2 separate regions of the Hordeum vulgare genome follow, and region 2 is linked to region 1. A link is a contact called in public Hi-C data. All regions are on one chromosome and are shown on one strand. Each heading gives the region's core, a stretch centred on a gene start, on an enhancer-like site or on the middle of the called end of the contact. The rest is flanking DNA. Distances are from core to core; before and after follow the strand shown.

Evidence for each region. A called contact is a pair of places that touch in the nucleus more often than the background predicts.
Region 2: a contact with region 1 is called in a Hi-C map of seedling, with 6 times the contacts expected there. The contact joins the promoter of LOC123404754 here to the promoter of LOC123402168 in region 1. A contact is called at or near these places in 5 of 6 Hi-C or Micro-C datasets (leaf and seedling).

Annotation. Positions count from the first base shown.
Region 1 is chr6H:161,749,908-161,756,374 of MorexV3_pseudomolecules_assembly, reverse strand. It overlaps LOC123402168 (alpha/beta hydrolase domain-containing protein 17C-like), which reads right to left and starts at 3,546. Exons shown (of 6, transcript XM_045096046.1): 1 at 3,045-3,546; 2 at 665-701; 3 at 353-589; 4 at 237-284. The coding sequence starts at 3,406.
Region 2 is chr6H:161,935,601-161,942,067 of MorexV3_pseudomolecules_assembly, reverse strand. LOC123404754 (lycopene beta cyclase, chloroplastic) reads right to left here and starts at 2,311. Exons shown (of 1, transcript XM_045098698.1): 1 at 311-2,311. The coding sequence starts at 2,041. The coding sequence ends at 575. It overlaps LOC123404753 (protein STRUBBELIG-RECEPTOR FAMILY 8-like), which reads left to right. Exons shown (of 16, transcript XM_045098697.1): 16 at 1-228.

The DNA.
Region 1 (6,467 bases), core at 2,297-4,796:
TTTGTAGACATCTTAGATAATTGCACCTGCTTGGTATTTTCTCCACTAGTAACTAATCAACATATCCTCATGTACAAGTTCACCTACGTAACATTACTAGAATGCAAATGTGTGCCCGTGCATGAATGGGCAGACAAGGGCATGAAAACGCTAAAAAAAATGTCTAGGCGGATAACACGTATGCCCTGAAGATAAAGTCAAAATGTGTATAAGATTAAGGAGGAAAGGGCACTCACATGAATCACTAGAACAGGGCAACTGACTAGTGGAATTTTGTCGATGTTCTGCAGATACAAGACAGATCAGATGCAGGTAAGTACAAAAAAGGACTGAAGAAATGTAAATTAGTTACCTTATATATGTCAAACCAGTATGTATGTTTTACAGGATACATCACTCTTAAGCCAGACAAAATTGGACTATGTACAACAACTGCTCTCAAACGAGGCAAACGTGAGGCCAAATCCAAAGTAGGACCACTCCCCACCGATTGGCCATAAAGAATGATATTTTCCTCAGAGGCTGCGTAGGTTTCTATGAGACATCTGTAAACAGCCTCTATATCAGCATATGTGTTTTGCTCACTGGGCTGCCACAATAGATAAAAGTAAATGATTAGTATTATGCACACCGAGGAGAATAGAAGCAAAAAAAAATTGTGTACCTTTCCAGAAGATTGCCCATAACCAGAGTAGTCATAGCTGCAAAGAAAGAAAGAACAAAAATATGTTAGTGTTTCGCCAAAATAATCCCAAGAGACATAAGAGAGGTTCATTCAGTGATTTCCATTGTGAAAATAGGTTTCTTCATCAGATGCATCCTGTTAATTGGGGGCCAGCCCGGTGCACGTAGCTCCTGCTTGCGCAGGGTCCGGGAAAGGGTCCGACCACTATCTTCCAAGGTACTAATATCACAGCATGACGAAAGAGTGGTGGCAACACGCGGCCATGTAAGCTGGCAAGGAACAGGACTGAAAATGCTATAAAAAATTGGCATATTAATTGGGAAACTAATCAATATAGTGGCTTGTATCGGTGTTGAAAGTTTCCTTTCCTTCTAGACACTTACCGTTTTTACTCATCTCAATATATTTTTTCACTTTCATGGAAAAATTGAAACCCAGAAGATAACATAACAAAATAAGCAACCGGAGGATCAGTTAGCTATGTTGCATTTATAGAAGGCCTTGTATCACTACTAATTAGCACGGGAGGCAGCTGAGACGTGGCCTTATATGTTATTTATGAACTTTGCAATTATGGAACGCTGAGTTTGTAGCGATCGTAGTTCATCCACACTTTCCACCTCCCTCTTACACATTTCCAGGAACGCTCTAACAAAAACAGCAATTAGACTAACTTAATTACAATGAAGATTCCCGACAGTTCAACTTCAATAGGGCGCCATACCTCCCTCACAAAATCTCTAGCTCGAATAGAGGTCACAAAGAAGTTGGCCCGGAGTGGCTATAGAGCCATGGGAACTACATAGGGCTGCAGCCGAGCACAAACATGGAGGCATGGTGCCGTCCTGCGCAAAGCTTGGCTGAGTACAGCAGCAGCCAAGAGGGCGAAGAAAGCGGCTAAGCCCGAGAACACAAGTTTCATGTGCTGGGGGAATATATTTTTTAAACCGTAATAAAGCAAGGGTATTTAGGCATATACAGTAAATGGCACAACAGTGTTCAGTGTTCACTCTATCTAATCTGGGCATAGAAACCACAACGGTCATGTCTGGAATCATCTGCGATGTTGAAGTTATATTATAGTTAGTAATAATGTAAACACTCAACATTTTTAAAATGCCTTGCGCTAAGACTAGTGGCCACATAAAGACAAAAGTGTGTTCACAGAGCAGACATATAACACAAATATTAACTAAATATGATAATGTTATAACCATGGTAGGTAAAGAACAAAATGCTTTAGTTTAATAACAGCAGTGAAGGACAAGACAATCACTCCTAACCACAGAATTTTAAATTTACTAGAGCTTCTAGATCAACTGAATAAATCAACGGTTCTCTCATCAGAAACTCAAACTTAACTGGCTTAATATTTTCCATCCAATGCATAGGAAGCAACGGGCTAAAACTCCAACAAAAGAAGAAATTGAACCCAAAAAATGGATATACTTGTAAAGCAGTTACGGGTGTTACGGTAGGAAGATAACAACATAGATCGATTATTTTGGCATTTACGCTTTTTAAGAGAGCTGTGGACAAGACACGTGTGCCTGCATAATAATGTCATGGAAAGCTTCATTAAGAATTGATTTCCTGTTTTTTCCTCACTAGACTCTATTAGTGAAATGTTCTAAGAGTGGTAGTATCTAGTATGTAACACCTAATCTGAACAAATACATCAATTTCTGGCCAAAAATAGGAACTAAGTCTTCGGTCACCTCCAGTAAATCACATGAATCATGGATTATCCAATCACAGACAGGCACATTTAATCCAAATATCCTTCTTCCTACCCAAGCCTGAACAAATTCCAGATACTTCTAGCAACCACTTAAAGCAGGCATTCCCAACAATCTACAAAAACCACAAAATAACTCACAATTCGGTAGCAGTTTATTCTAATCATAAGTAAGAATTTGAGGAGGAACAAAATGATTTGACACCATTAGCAGACGTATCAGTGACAAATACCACATCATATGCTTCCATGAAACCAGGCACTAGCACACATGAGAATGAACACTTCCATCCAACCCAACAAGCCACACGCAGATTAGTACTGTAATTGGTTTAATTTAGACTAGCGTTAGCAAATCCAACACCAAAGCCTTAACCCAATCACGCAATACCAGAAGAGAAGTTGGCATTTTTCGTCCAATCCAAGATGCGACCATCCTCCTACTGACCCGCAATCCGAACATTTCCACCGAGGAATACCTCTTCCTTTCCCCAAAGCCCGCTAAAAAGTGTGGCTTTGATCCCCAGAGAAACGCGGCCTGGGAGATCCAGGACTGTTGCCCGAATCTAAAGTCTAACCCAACCCGATCCAGCTTGCGTGCGTGGGTGCGTGCGTGCGTACCCCATGAGGTTGACGTTGAGGTGCGCGCTGAGCTCGACGAAGAGCTCGTACATCTGGCCCAGGTCGGCGGCGTTGCCGTGCGAGTAGAGCAGCGTGAGCTTGGCGCCGGTCTGGCGCGCGTACATGGCGACCACATCCGTGCCCCGCTTGGTCCTCAGCCGCCGCGCCTCCACGTTGGCCCTCCGCGGCACCCCCGTGAGCTCCACCACGACGCTGCCCTCCTTCCCTTTCGCCTCCCCCGGCCCCGCCGCCGCCGCCGCCCCGGCGGCATCGGGCGGCGGCAGGGGCTCGATGCCGTAGGACGGCGGGGTGGGCGGGAAGAAGGCGAAGCGGGCCGCGACCGTCGAGGTGACGCCGCCCATCCCCGCGGGGAGGCCTGGCTGGCTAGGGCTGCGGCTCGGGTGAGGGCGAGGGAGGAGACGGCGAGAGAGGAGGGGGACGACGATGGGTAGTAGAGGAGGAGCGCGTTTCCGTTGCGCTGGAAGGGAAAGAGGGGAGGAGTGTGGAGGGATTTGTGGGCTGGGTGGTTAAGCTCTTGCGGTTTTGCACGGCAGGGATTACCGGTCTGGGTTGAGTAGACTAACTGTGGTGTGGTGGTTGCTGAGAGTTACTGCAACTGATTCCCAACAAATCCTTGCTAAAAAAAAGAGTGTTGCAAAACTGAAATTGCTATTAGGATTATATTTACCATTATATTTTTTCACCGTTGGTTATAAAATAAGAAGTCAGTACGGCGTAGTAATTTAATAGGCACACACTAATTAGACCTTTTGAAATGGATAGTATCATAAATTAGTAGTACCTTATAAATGATCTTAATTTTTAACATGCATCTTTATGATACAGTGTCATGATAAGATACTCAATCATATGTGCTTTAGTTGATATCTCGTCAAAATTGCTTAGATTGGTTAGAATGTGAGTATAATAGGTAAGTATTATGCATGTTAGTTAGACATTTTTGCTCCCCCTAAAAAATCGAGCATCATGATGTTATACTATAATATCATACTTATTAAATGATATAATAATAGTATAGCATGCACAATAACAAATGAGGTCACTCTGATAACAAGATATGATACTATGTGTTATGCAGGTAGTATCATACAATATCATAAAACATTAAATGATGTACTAGTTTGATCAGGTCTATTAAAAATACTTTAACATAAAGAACATCAAATTAATCAGGTTATATATATAAATATATTTTCATGATATGTGTATTTGGGTTCGAAGGTCTTAACACATTCTTTTCACATATAGTTAGTCCAACTTAAGCAACTTCCGACGGTTTTTTTGATGGCATAAAGAAAAAGTTGCATCCTCCTCGGCTTTTTTCATAAGCTGTCTTTCTTATTTGTTGGGGCTTCTGAACTAGTTATGAGATAACTAATTTAGAAGCATCAACAAATTTTAAGAGCTGTTTAAATTTTTTAAGCTGAAAAATGGCAGCTAATTTTTGTAAGACATCCAAAAAAAAACTGGTCCTTAAGCTAGTTTGACATGTGGCGATTATTTTGAGACAAGGAAAGTACTATTGAACTGCTTTTATTTTGGTTCGTAGGTGAGCGCGTCTCTTCTTCCTGGTACCAGCCATAATGATGATATAAAGATCAAGGTTCACATGCATCCGTATCAACCACCGTTGCTCTCATGAACCATAAGAAGGCCAGACATCTATCTTTTCTTCCACAAAGGAAAAGAAAAAAAGAAGAAAAAAATGAGGAGCCCGACGCTGATCGATCACGTAATTATGGAAAGGTCGAGGGGCCGATCCAGCAACAACCTTGGAGGAGATGCGCTGGATAGGATGGGAAGGCAGCTCCGGGCCATGGCCCGTGGCCGGTGGTGGGGACGCCATTATTTCCGGCGAGAGGAGGAGATATATGCTTATCTTTCGCTCAGGGCTAATCGCCTAGCCCACCGTTAACTGGATTCCCACCCTTCCTCTGACCAGCGGGCCGTGCCTGAGCGCGGGCCCGCCGTAAGTGTACCTAGTAAAAAACCTCAGCGTCAAAGTCTCGAGTGCTGACTTTTTCTTTTTCTTTTTTCTTCTTTTTGAATGAGCTCCTCGAGTGTTGACTTGGCCACCTTCGATTTTCTTTGGTTTTACTAGCAAAATGGTCCGTGCGTTGCAACGGAAGAAAAAAATACTACACACTTTTAATCTTTTTATAATCATTTTGATTTATTAAAATAATAAGCTAACTAACTAATGTAGTCAGTCCTGTCCTATTTTGTTGAGAAATCAACCCGTCCATTGTTAATTCCACCATGATGAGAAATTGAGCGGAACAAGCAAAGCAAAACAAAAAAGGCTACGTGAATTGATCAATGGATTATTGTCTTATTTCACTCATGGAGTAGAGAATGTGGGATCACATGACAAATTGAAGGTGGTGTTTCATTCTCTGTCTCTACAACAATGCAATCTTACATTCAATACATTCATTCATCAGCAAACAAATCCCCACAAAACAAAATTTCTTGCCGGTGCTTGGTACACGGTTGGAGGCATGGGAAAGGGATCTCACCAGATGATGAGTTCCTGCCGAAGGAGGGGATACGATGGGGGAGCAAGGGTTAGGCGCCTCTATCTGGCCATAAGGAGTCGCCCTTGCCGCATCATAACCTTGGAGTTCCCCGTGTGAGCCATGGAGGCCCACCTCCACCTGCAAGTACTTCGCTCCGCCGCGCCTTATCCGCGCGCCGCTGCCGTTCTGCATCGAGCAGACGCATCATCCCCAGTCACTGTAGTTGTTGCGTTGATTTGATCCAGAAGCTGTTGAAAGGACGTGGATGTTGCCTAGAGGGAGGGGTGAATAGGCGCTTTAAAATAATTAAGGTTTAGGCTTGAACAAATGCGGAATAAAACTAACGTTTAATATGTCAAGCACAAAACCTACAAACAACTAGGCTCACATATGTGCACCAACAACTTATGCTAAGCAAGATAAACAACTAAGTGATAGCAAGATATATTACAATAAACAATATGTCTATCACAAAGTAAAGTGCATAAGTAAAGGGTTCGGGTAAGAGATAACCGAGGCACGGGGAGAGACGATGATGTATCCCGAAGTTCACACCCTTGCGGATGCTAATCTCCGTTAGAGCGGTGTGGAGGCACAATGCTCCCCAAGATGCCACTAAGGCCACCATAATCTCCTCACGCCCTCGCACAATGCAAGATGCCGTGATTCCACTAAGGGACCCTTGAGGGCGGTCACCGAACCCGTACAAATGGCAACCCTTGGGGGCGGTCACCGAACCCGTACACGTGGTAACCCTTGGGGCGGTTACCGAACCCGTACAGATTGCTCGGGGCAATCTCCACAACCTAATTGGAGACCCCGACGCTTGCCCGGAGCTTCACACCACAATGATTGAGCTCCGAGACACCACCAAGCTTCTAGG
Region 2 (6,467 bases), core at 1,062-3,561, 190 kb before region 1:
TGTTCAGACGGCGGTTGAGGATCAAACGAATTTGAGGAGATAATTTTGGTATTTACATTGTCCAATTATGCTCATTCTTCTCACTTTTTTTGTCCGGGGAAGTCTACTTCACAGTTAAACTGTGTTCTCAAATCAACGGTGTGTACAGCATGTTAGTCGGGGTAGAGAAAAGAAATGTTAATGCAACAGGATAACTTTGTTGGATGTCAAACAAGTACATACCTTTTACTTGGCACCGTGTTCCATTCTACATCATGTTCTTATTGTATAGGTGAAAATTTCTATGTTATGCAAATTCTTTTTTAAGTAATTTACGGGAAAACTTTGATCCGTGTTTGCCCATCATGACATATAATACATGGAGCGATACCTCAGTATGAACTATACATCTCAATAACGTAGCAGCAGCAAGAATTGTTACATCTCCCTGGAGGTCCTAAGCTGCTGTTGCTAGCAGTGCTATTTAAATCCTCGTTGCCAATCATAGATATACATTGGAGAAAAGCTATGCCAAAATCAAAGACCCCATGAAGATCTTGAGATGAGAAATGCAGGTACATACCCTCTAAAGTTATCACCTATTCTTGTCCTGTATCAAGTTGCCGACCATCTTGGCAAGGGGCACGGTGCCCTTGGCCATGATCTCCAGCTTGGACGTGGTTGAGGCGTGCGCGAACAGCGAGAGCCCGAACATGAGGAGCTCAGGCAGGAACAGCCTCGACGAGAGGAAGCCGTGCCAGTAGTGCGGCTCGAGGTCGAAGAATGCGTTGAAGAAGCGTCGTGTACCTTGGAGGTCGAGCTTGAGCAGGACGTCCATGCCGAAGCAGAAGAATTCCCTCTGCCTCCGCCTGTCCGTGGGCCACAGCTCCTTCCACACCTGGGCGGCGAGCGCGTCCCCGGCGATGCCGCCGTTTCCGGTGTCTAGAAACCGCACGATGGAGTCTGCCACGATGGGCGCGGTCGCCAGTGTGCGCGCCACCATGTACCCTGTGGATGGATGCACCATCCCGGCCGTGCCGCCGATGCCGACCACCCTCTGCGGCAGCACGGGCAGCGGCCCGCCCATGGGGATCACGCAGCGCTCGTCCTCCTCGACGCTCCTGATGCGAATTCCCAGGTGCCTCAGCCGCGCGGCCATGCGCTCCTGGATGTCGTCCATGGATAGCCCCGGGCGCGCGACCAGCGACGTCTCCTCGAGGAAGATCCTGGTGGGCGAGAATGGCATGGCGTAGAGGAAGGTGGGCACGCGGCTGTTGCGGTCCTTGATCGCGGACCCCTCGGGGAGGTGTGAGTCGCGCCAGTCCATGAAGAGCATCTTGTCGATGTCGAATGGGTGCTCGTCGACCTCGGCGAGGATGCCGTAGGCGACCTGGTATCCGGGGTTGTATGGCTTGTCGTACTGCACGAGGCAGCGGGAGAAGCCGGTGGCGTCGAGGACGACGGTGGCCGGGACGGCGACGCCGTCGTCGCAGACGATGAGGGAGGATGCCTCGTTGTGGACGACCTTGACGACCTTGGCCTGGTGGAAGCGGACGCCGTGGGCGACGCAGCGGTCCATCATGGTGGACTTGAGCTTGCGGCGCGCGACGCGGGCGTAGGGGCGGTGGAGCGACTTGGAGGTGTGGTCGTCGATGAAGACGGAGGCGGAGGGCCAGACGGTGTCGAGGCAGTCGGAGAGGCCCATGGCCTCGAACTCGTCGACCCAGACGCCGTAGTTGTTGGGCCAGACGAGGCCCGGGGAGGGGTCGATGGAGACGACGGAGAGGCCCGCCTCGGCGACGCGCTGCGCCACGGCGAGCCCCGCGGGCCCGCCGCCCACCACGGCGAGGTCGACGGGCCGGGAGCGCGCCGGGTCGTAGCGGGGCAGGTCGAGGGAGAGCAGCTCGGGCCGCGGCGGCGGGGCCATCGAGCGCAGCGCCTGCCCCGCGGACGCCGACGCGGCCCTGCACACGATCGCCGCGCGCCCCGGCGGCGCGGGCCGCGCGGCCGGCGGCGGACGGCAGGCGTGGTGGGCGCGGAGGAGGAGGGCGGTGGTGGCCATGGGAGGTGGGGATTCGCTGCCGCGGCGTGGCCGTGTAATCCTGAGGCGATAAGCTACTTATTGTAGAGTGGGGGCAACCGGGCGAGAGAGGTGAGCTGAGGGCGGAGTGGTGTGGTGGAGGGAGCCACCACTCCCTGCCGTCCGTGGCCGGATTCCACCGGGTAGATCCTGTGAAGGTGGTGCGAGCGTAGGGACAAAGGGGTGGAGGGGAAACATAATCCATCGGTTCCGCAGCCGCCAGCACAAAATACACATGGATATGATCGTCTCTCTGCAAACCCTCCAAAACCCGTCGGAGCCGTGTGCTGATAGAGCCCAAGAGGAGGATCTCAGAAATACTTCTACGTGCGTGTTGGTTCGGCAGTGGCTGGGCTAAGCGACCAGTCCGTGTCAGGACGAGTACGGACGGCAGCTCAAAATCGACATGATAGGCCGTACTGAATTCTCAAAATATTGTTTACGCTATTGGTCACACCACATTTAGGAATAGAGGTGATAAGTCAAAAATGGCATCTACTTTATCCGTTCCTAAATACAAGGCTTAGAAATTTCATTACGTACCACTTCCTCCGTTCCTAAATATAAGTCTTTAAAAAGGTTTCATTAGTGGACTACATACGGATGTATATAGACATACTTTAGAGTGTAGATTCACTTATTTTGCTTCGTATGTATACTACTAGTGAAATATCTTAAAAGACTTATATTTAGGAACGGAGGAAATATATATGAATACATATAGATATATTTTAAAGTGTGGACTCGTTCATTTTGCTTTCTATGTAGTGTGTAGTGGAATATCTAGAAAGATTTGTATTTAGAAACGGATGGGGTAGTAAAGAAAAAACAGAAATGATACCTTTGATTTGACAATTTGAAGAGTTTCGAACTAACGGGCTGATTCATGCGATAGCTAACAGCGGTTTCTTTTATCTAAACAGCGGGTCTCTTTCATTCAAGTAAATTGCATGAAGAAAACCATCACTTTGAAGGCTAAAACATTGCGTTCCATTTGTTTGACAGAAAACACCATATCTTGTAATCTTTTTGTAAATAATATTGATTGACCGGTGTGAAACGCATGATGGCCTCACAACTATGTTCTCGGAGGACCGGTGGTTGGACGGAATGAGGGTTCGGGGGATCGCACCCGCTCTATATGGCTTGATCCCACAAAAAGCGAGGTCCACACGAACGGTTCGCTCGGCTGTGGAAGATGGGTCCTAGGCAATGAACATTGGCCCCAACCTTGGAACGGGTGCTCCTCAGGTGTTTTTCTCATTATGACAGCGGGTAGCCGTATGGGAGCCGACGGACAATAGGCCGGAACGGTCGCTTGGTCTTGGGATGCTAGCGGGCAGTTCTTTGTGAAATCGGTGTATGCTGCCAAGTTCTGTGGAAGACAAGTTATACCCACGGCAGAGCTGACGTAGAATTCGCGGGCCTCATCGTAGTTTAAATTCTTTACTAGGTTGGCATTGAGGGATACATGCTGGACCTCAGATCGGCTGGCACGACGTGGACCGCCCCATCAAGATGCATGCCCGTTTCGCGATCAGGAGGAGGAAACGATCAACCATGTGCTGCTCACCTATGTGTTTGCTAGGACGGTATGGACGGCAATCTGCGTGGCTAGGGACATACTGGAGTGGGGCCCAACTCCAGATAGCTCCCTCGTGTCGTGGTTGTGTGACAAGCAAGGGACCAATGTCATGGGCCGAAAACAACTTCGCACGATTTTCACACTTATAACCCGGGAGCCGTGGAAGCACCAGAATGCCATCATTTTTGATGGGGCGTCCCCTTCAATTGGGATACTAATCCGGAGAGTTGTGTTCGAACGTATGGTGTGGGCATCGACATGCATCTTAAAAGGAAGGTTGGGCCCTTTCTTTTGTTGAGTAGAGGGGTGGGTGCGTAGCGAGGAATAGTGTTGTATTGACACACTTGTAAACTTGGGTGGAGGCTTTCCTTGCCTTTCTTCTTTAATACTCCCTCTGTACCATAATACTTGTTGTTGGAGAGAACTAGTCTAGTTGTCCCTAACAACAAATATTTAGGAACAGAGGGAGTATATGATATGCACTCTCGTGCATATTCATGAAAAAGAGCACGCTTATGACATTTGGGGCCCCTTTTTTGCCTACATGGCATAACATTTCATGCCAGATCAATTTTAATCCGAATTTACAAACCGGTCCTTAGATTTTACACAGACATCCCCGAATTAAAAACAAAAAAACGCAATGAGCCCACTTGCATCCTCGTCGCTGGTTGGGGCGGTCAACGGTGGCGGCAGCGCGACCTCGCCAGATTAGGACGAGGTGGCGGCGTTGGGTGTCTCCTTCACGCATGCATCCCCATCCACCCGAGCTCAGCCACGGCTGCAACCACGCATGACCCCACTGTGATAGCCTGGCTTATTAGGGATGATAGACTACTCATATCAATAAGGAATTTCTTCTTTTTCGGGAGCCCATTCGAACAGAACTCCCAGTTTAAGCGTGCTCGGCTTGGAGTAGTTCTAGGATGAGTGACCGATTGGGAAGTTTATCCCGGGTGCGCACAAAAGACTAGTATTGATATGTGGGGCTAGTCTAGATCCCGCCAGGAGTAACGAACGCCGACGGGTGTGTCCGGGACGTTAGAAGTTGGTATCAGAGCCGACCCTCGCGGTTACACGGATGTTTGCGGACAGGTGTGCGGTCATGTTGTTCATGACGTTTGTGACCCGTTATGGCACACGACATGGCACATGTACCAGACTGGATGCACAGACGTTTGTGCCAAGAGGGAACGCTCCTGTGGCCCGATGAGGACGTCGATTCCTCTAATTGGTGGTGTATGTGATAGCCTGGCTTATTAGGGATGATAGATTACTCATATCAATAAGGAATTCCTTATTTTCCGGGAGCCCATTCGAACAGAACTCCCACATTAAGCGTGCTCGGCTTGGAGTAGTTCTAGGATGGGTAACCGACCGGGAAGATGATCCCGGGTGCGCATGAGTGAGGACAAAGTGCGCAGAAAAGACTAGTATTGATATGTGGGGCCACTCTAGATCCCGCCAGAAGTAACGAACGACGGGTGTGTTCGGGGCGTTACACCCACTCCCTTCGCTCCATTCCCTCCCTTCGCGAGATCCTCCGCCCGACGTTGAAGCATAGGAGGCCGGGCAACTGCTCCCTCGTTTGAGATGCCACAACCTCCTCTCTCCTTCTTCGTCCTCGGTGGCCGTTGTCGGTGCTAAAATCGATGGATCTCGGGTAGGGGGTCCCGAGCTGTGGATCTAAGATCAATGGTAACAAGGAAAGTAGGGAGACGGTGTTTACCCAGGTTCACGCCCTCTCGAAGAGGTAAACCCCTATGTCCTGCTTTGATTGTTTTGATGATGGGGTATCAAGTACAGGTTGATGATCTACCTCGAGATCGTTGTGTAAGCTCTAAATCCTATGGCGAATAAGTTGGCCTCTATAGACTAAACCCCTGGGCTTATATATGTACCCAGGGGAGAGCTAGGTTACATGATTAAGTCGGTTGGAGACATGCCAAATATAGAGACGTACTTGGGGTACACACCAAGTCTTTAGAGGCTTCCCTACTTGATACGAGCGAGCCTCGACGCCTTCATCCTTCTTCACGAGGTGACTTAACGGGCTCCCAGTTCGTCCCATAAGAGCTGAACACTTCAAGTTAGCACCCCTAATCCAGGACACCATCAATAGCCCCTGAACTAGTCTCCAATTGCCGAGGGCAAACACACTCCTTGGATTTTCGGCCTCGAATGTCTTCGGCTTGACAATCGAGTTCCCCAAAGTAATAGTGCTCAGATCCAAGGTCCGGCCACATGCCTAACCCTAAAGGGTCGTCGCAAAATATGCAAGCGGTCAGTTTCATACAACACACCTTTTATTGATCTGCCGCTACTTAAAATTGGTTCGGGTTAGTCATGATGAGTGAAATCGTGCTTCGAGCCAGTTGCCATATTGGACCGCCCCACACAAAGCAGAGATCGTGTCCCGGATTCCATGGAATATCATCAAAAGATTTGTTTCAACCAATACCGGATTAATGACTGTAGGGGAAACATGGTGATTCAAACTGCGCAATGCGGGGGGCTGTTGGTATTTCATCCCACTATAAAAACACTAGGAATACTACATTCCTTTTCACCTTGTAATTCCCCTTCTAAGCCATAGCCACTGTCTCTAGAACTCCAGCACTCAGATCCCCTTTCATTGCTTCCTAGATTCCGAGCTTGACACCCCATCATGACCAACAACCGTCGTTGGATGGCTTCCACTATCATGACAAGCACCATCATCAGGTTGTATGACTCCGGGCATATCCCTATCGGCGTCAATTGTCGGATTCCGACTCGTGGTCAGGTTGTCCCCAGCCCCAATCCCGGGGAGCAGATCATCTT